Regions from separate parts of the Mus musculus genome. Here region 1 is linked to region 2. Evidence: chromatin contacts called from public HiChIP or PLAC-seq data. All regions are on one chromosome and are shown on one strand. Each heading gives the region's core, a stretch centred on a gene start, on an enhancer-like site or on the middle of the called end of the contact. The rest is flanking DNA. Distances are from core to core; before and after follow the strand shown. Region 1 holds the start of Tipin (timeless interacting protein). Region 2 overlaps Zwilch (zwilch kinetochore protein).

The links. HiChIP or PLAC-seq counts read pairs in DNA pulled down with a chosen protein or histone mark.
Region 1: a contact with region 2 is called in an H3K27ac HiChIP or PLAC-seq map of microglia, with 7 times the contacts expected there. The contact joins the promoter of Tipin here to the enhancer-like site in region 2. A contact is called at or near these places in 14 of 39 promoter capture datasets (the 3T3-L1 cell line, the C10 cell line, cranial neural crest and 7 more), 4 of 15 datasets of contacts at CTCF or cohesin (embryonic stem cells, large pre-B cells, liver and 1 more), 107 of 484 Hi-C or Micro-C datasets (the 63-12 cell line, the AML12 cell line, the AtT-20 cell line and 62 more), 22 of 115 datasets of contacts at active chromatin or transcription factors (the 230-238 cell line, the HPC-7 cell line, the SCID.adh cell line and 10 more) and 4 of 9 other capture datasets (adipose tissue, liver, macrophages and 1 more).

The regions. Positions count from the first base shown.
Region 1 is chr9:64,280,250-64,282,949 of GRCm38.p6, reverse strand. It overlaps Tipin (timeless interacting protein), which reads right to left and starts at 1,365. Exons shown (of 8, transcript NM_001324557.1): 1 at 1,303-1,365.
Region 2 is chr9:64,142,093-64,144,792 of GRCm38.p6, reverse strand. It overlaps Zwilch (zwilch kinetochore protein), which reads left to right. Exons shown (of 19, transcript NM_026507.4): 17 at 601-713. Among named protein-coding and RNA genes, the nearest start is that of Lctl, 26 kb to the right of the region's middle. Within about 2 kb of position 1,427, at least 4 of the 459 cell types and tissues checked have an H3K27ac peak or open chromatin away from gene starts, as enhancers often do. A contact at or near this core is called in B cells and microglia, where this site is marked.

The DNA.
Region 1 (2,700 bases), core at 116-2,615, 140 kb before region 2:
TTCTTCATTTTAACTCCTGGTATGGGAATTGGCTGCTTCAGATTGCCCACAGCAGCTGGTATGACAGGCCTTGAGCTCTAATGCTGTAACGGCGATTCTGCTAACTGCAGATAGCTTCCTCAGGACTTTTCAGAGGGTAAAGGCCAGGATTGACTGCTTGCTGTTGGCTGTGGTTTTGTTTAGTGGTGAGCAAGAGAAGAAATAACACATCCTCAAGGTCCTCACCTTGCCTCAAACATGCCCCAAGGAACTTGACACTCCTCATCTGCAGGGTAAAGATAATGTTGCCATTTTTCCCCCTATCCTCTCGTTTTTTAGGGAGCCTAAAGGGTAGATTAAGGGTAGAGAAGGGTGGAAGAAAGAATCCACAAAGTAGCAAAGGACTCTGTGGGTAGAGTCAATTCTTTCCTTCCAGCTTTGCATGAGACCCAGGGATCACACTCAGTAAGGCTTGTTCCCCAGCACTATATCGCCTTTACTAGCTGTCCCCAATTCTAAATTTGTGACCGTAAATTTATAAAAACAAAGTACTGGCTCCTGATAATAAACCGCTACGTCTTTGAGTACCTTTAAATGTGGGAACCAAGGGTAGATTATAACTCTACCTAGGACCACTTGGCCTGGGTTCCAGGCCCAGAACAAGCACCCCAATCCTCAAAACATCTAGTTAGTACACTCAATCCCATTCTAATGGGAGTTTGAGAACAGGACTTAAAACTACAATAACCAGCAATTAACCAAAAAAGCACAGTGGGGCTTATCAGTAAACTGGTTTCTCTCAGTGTTTGTAAAGAATTAGATGTTCACAGCCCTTCCTTCTCTCCTTGACAACTGTCACACGTGTTTTAGACACTAACGAGTTAAGTCTCTTTCCCCCTCCAGGTCCTCAAACTCCCAGAGCAGTGTGCGTGACAAATTCAACATCCGATCCACAAGTCCTTCCCGGACCTGTTTCCAACCTACCGTTTTCCCTAGTTGTCAAAACAGGAGCTCCTCGCCCTAAAGGAAGTCCCACCACCCTCACTCTCGTCCCACCGTCGGCGCCAGCCCTAGGGATGTCACCTCTCCCTCGCCTCCCCTCGAGTCCGCTTCCCAGCCTCCCTCTCAGCTAGGTCCGTGCGCGCGGCTCCGGTGCAGGCCCGCCATCCTCCCGCGGCGCCTCCCACCCGCTCCGCCCGCTCCTCCTCAGCCCCGCTTCCGCCTGGCTCCTGGGTGAGACCCCATCTCCCGCGCCCCGCGCCGCCTTTGCAACGCGGGCTCCACTTCCAAAATCTGCGCTCACAGAAACCGGTCTCACCTCACCTAGACAGCGGCCGCCGCCAAGCGCGCCAACACCGCTTCTCGCGAGACTCGGCTCCGCGAGACAAGCTGAGAAATTTGGCGCCAAGGGTAGGCGAAGAGGCGTGGGAGGAGCCTAAGGGTCTGAGCCCCGCCCACCGCGCTCGGAAGCCCGCCTACCCATCCGGAATGTCTGGGACGGCAATGAGTTCTGGGCGCTTTATTAGCTCCAGAAATAGGTCTCCGGGTTTAGAACACGAACGATGGAAGCCAGGCATAATAGTGCACGCCTGGAATCCCAGCACTCGGAGGCTGAGGTAGGAGGATCGCCACAGGTTCCAGGCCAGCGTCTACGAGAAAAAAAAAAAAAAGAAAGAAAAGAAAACTGATTTGTAGAGGAGTAAAACGTAGTGTCAAACAACTTTGGCTGGAAAATTACTGCATCTTCAGAATAGCAAAATGCCACGACTATGAATTTTGTTAATTAAATAAAGATATGAGGAAAAGATTGTAGTTTGTAGTTAGGGTTAGACGTGTAGACCCAAAGAAATATGTCAAGAGCTGGAGAGAGGGCTCAGTGACTAGAGCCCTGACTGCTCTTCCAGAGGTCCTGAGTTCGATTCCCCAGCAACCACATGGTGGCTCACAATCATCTGTAATGGGATCTGATGCCTTCTTCTGGAGTGTCTGAAGACAGCTACAGTGTACTCACATACATAAAATAAATCTTTAAGAAAGAAAAAAGAAATATGTCAACAACAAAAAAAGGAGGGTTCCCTGTTTTCTTTAAAAGTATTGAATCCGGCCGGGCGAGGTGGCACACGCCTTTAATCCCAGCACTTGGGAGGCAGAGGCAGGTGGATTTCTGAGTTCGAGGCCAGCCTGATCTACAAAGTGAGTTCCAGGACAGCCAGAGCTACACAGAGAAACCCTGTCTCGAAAAATCAAAAAAAAAAAAAAAAAAAAAAAAAGTATTGGATCCAGTGTTTACCTTTAATCTTAGGCAGATCCCTGGAGTTCCAGGCCATCCAGTGCTACACAGTGAGATATTGTTTCAAAACAAACAACAAAAAGGGAGGGCAGGGTTGGGGAGATCCCTCAGAGGGTAAAGGACTCCCCCACATTGCATGATGAGCTGAGTTCAGATCTCCAATACCCAGGTTAAAAAACAGCTTGATATTACCCGGAATCCCGATTCTGAGAAGGCAAAAATCAGATTCCTCCAGCTGGCTAGCCAGCCAGCCAGGTTTAACTGATGTGTTCCAGGCACAGTGAGAGACCCTGTCTCAAAGGGGGGGGGGGGGGGCTGAGACATACAGATGGCTTAACCATTAAGAGTACATGTTGCTCATGTAGGGGACTCTAGTACACTCACATAGTGACACAGCCGTGTATGATTCCAGGGTATCTGAGGCTCTCTTC
Region 2 (2,700 bases), core at 178-2,677:
GTAGCTAATGCTGGTCTTGAACTGATAGTGATTCTCCTGCCTCAGCCTTCTCGTGTGCTAGAATTACTGAGTACCACCACACTTGGTTTGCACAGTGTTTCTCTATTACTGCTTATTTATATATATGATTTATTTTTCGTTTATGTTCATTAGTGTTTTGCCTGCATGTATGGCTGTGTGAGGGTGTCAAAAGCCCTGGAATTGGATTAGAGATATGTGAGCTGAATGTGGGTGCTGGGAATTAAACCCTTCTCTTCTGGAAAGAGCATCCAGTATTCTTAACTCCTGAGCCATCTCTCCAGCCCTAGACTATTACTGCTTTTAAAAAAAATTGTTTTTCTTTGACATGTGTGTATGTTTTTCTCTCCCCCTTTCTTGACTGTACTTCTCCAGCTCAGGGATTGTGGCCTATTTATATCCGTACTCAGTGCTTGTCACACGTGGATTTCACTGGATGACAGGAAGGAAGGAAGGAAGGAAGGAAGGAAGGAAGGAAGGAAGGAAGGAAGGAAGGAAGGAAGGAAGGAAGGAAGAGCTACTGTTTGGTTATTAGTAGTTTACTTATTCATTTTAATTTTCTTTTGGTATTTTTTTCTTCAGTGAGAAGCCGCAGAAATGGAGAGTGGAGCTCAGCAATAGTCAGAAGAGGGTGAAAACAGTGTGGCAACTGAGTGACAGCTCCCCTGTAGACCATTCCAGTTTCCACAGGCCTGGTAAAGATGCTATGTAGTCATTAAATCTTTATGGGAGGAATCATTGTTGCAGGTCTTTCCCTGAACTGTAGGTATAAAACAGACTTTAAAAGAAAATCTGACTTTTGTGCCATTGTGAGTTTTAGAAAAATTCAAAGTATAATAATCACTTGTGAGTGCTTTTTCTTATTATCCTGGATAAAAAGAACCTTTGCTGGGGCTGGCTCAGTGGTTAAGAGCACTGACTGCTTTTCCAGAGGTCCTGAGTTCAATTCCCAGCAACCACATGGTGGCTCACAACCATCTGTAATGGGATCTGATTCTGTCTTCAAGGCATCAGGAGCTTAAAACAAGCAGCCAATTGTACTTGCTCACAGTCAGGAAGCAGAGTGCATGGGTTGCTGAGTTCCCTTCCTCCACTCACACCATCCAATACGGTGGGTCGGCCCACGTCACTTAACATAAGAACATCTCTCACAGACATGCTCAGATGCCCATCTCCCAAATGATTCACTAGTCTAACGATCTGAAATCAATACCAACCAAGACATCTCTACCACCACTTGGTCCCTGTCACCATATAATTTCCACCCTACTTTTGGTACTGATTTATGTCTTAGTTTCTTTTCCTGTTACTATGATAAAATTCTCTGACAGAAGCCGTGAAGGGTGAATGGTTTTATTTCCTCTCACAGATCTCCACTCACCATGGTAAGGAAGTCAAAGCAGAAGGAGCTTGAGTAGCTGTTGCTAGAGATCCCTTAGTCAGCAGAAGAAGGCAGTGCCTGTGTGCTCGTGTCCGCTTACTTTCCCCACTTTAAAGCTGTCCAGAGTGGCCGGCCCAGGGATGATGGTCTGTCTATACTGAGCAAGTCTTCACACTTCAGTTAACACAATTAAGACAAGACCCCACAACATGCCCACTCCTATTTCCCAGGGGATTCTGTCTCTCATAGATAGATAAACATGCAGAAATCATTAAACTAAAAAAATTTTTCCTGGGAGCCATCAGTTAAAATCATAGCATGTGGTTTTTTGTTTGTTTGTTTGGTTTATTTTTTTTCAGATTTCTTTTCTTTTTTTTTTTTTTTTTTTAAGATTTATTTATTTATTATATGTAAGTACATTGTAGCTGTCCTCAGAAACTCCAGAAGAGGGCATCAGATTTCGTTACGGATGGTTATGAGCCACCATGTGGTTGCTGGGATTTGAACTCGGGACCTTCGGAAGAGCAGTCGGCGCTCTTAACCACTGAGCCATCGCACCAGCCCCCTCAGATTTATTTTATGTATATAAGTACACTATTGCTTCAGATATAACCAGAGAGCATCAGATCCCATTACAGATGGTTGTCAGCCACCATGTGGTTGCTGGGAAATGAACTCAGGACCTCTGGAAAAGCAGCCAGTGCTTTTAACGGCTGAGCCATCTCTCCAGCCCCCATGCCATGTGTTTTAAGTATGATATAAAACTTAAAATCTAAAGGGGGTTAAAATCAGCTGTGGATGTTGGAGAGATGGTTCAGAGGTGACCTTGCAGAGTACTTGGGTTCAGTTCCTAGCATCCACATCAGGCAATTCAAAGCTACTTTTAACTCCGGTTGCAAAAGATTCAATGCCCTCTTCTGGTTTTTGTGGGCACCTTCAATGCACATACAATTTTAAATATAATCCTTTTTTAAATTCCAGGTATATAAAAAAGAGAAAAAATTATATACATATTTATCTAATATATATATATTTAGGCCAAGCAACAGACATAGTAAACTAGAAAAGCACATTTATGGCATGTGTTCAGAAGAGGAACATGTCCTAGTATACTACAAAAAAATCTTTGCAAGTACTTGAGGCTGAGGCAAATGGATCTCTATGTTTAAGGCCAGCCTTGACTACAAAACATGTTCCAGGACAGCCAGATCTACACATAGAGACCCTGTCTTAAAAACCAAAACATGCATACATGCATGTGTACACATGCACTTAAAAAACTCAGTGGGAAGGCATGAACA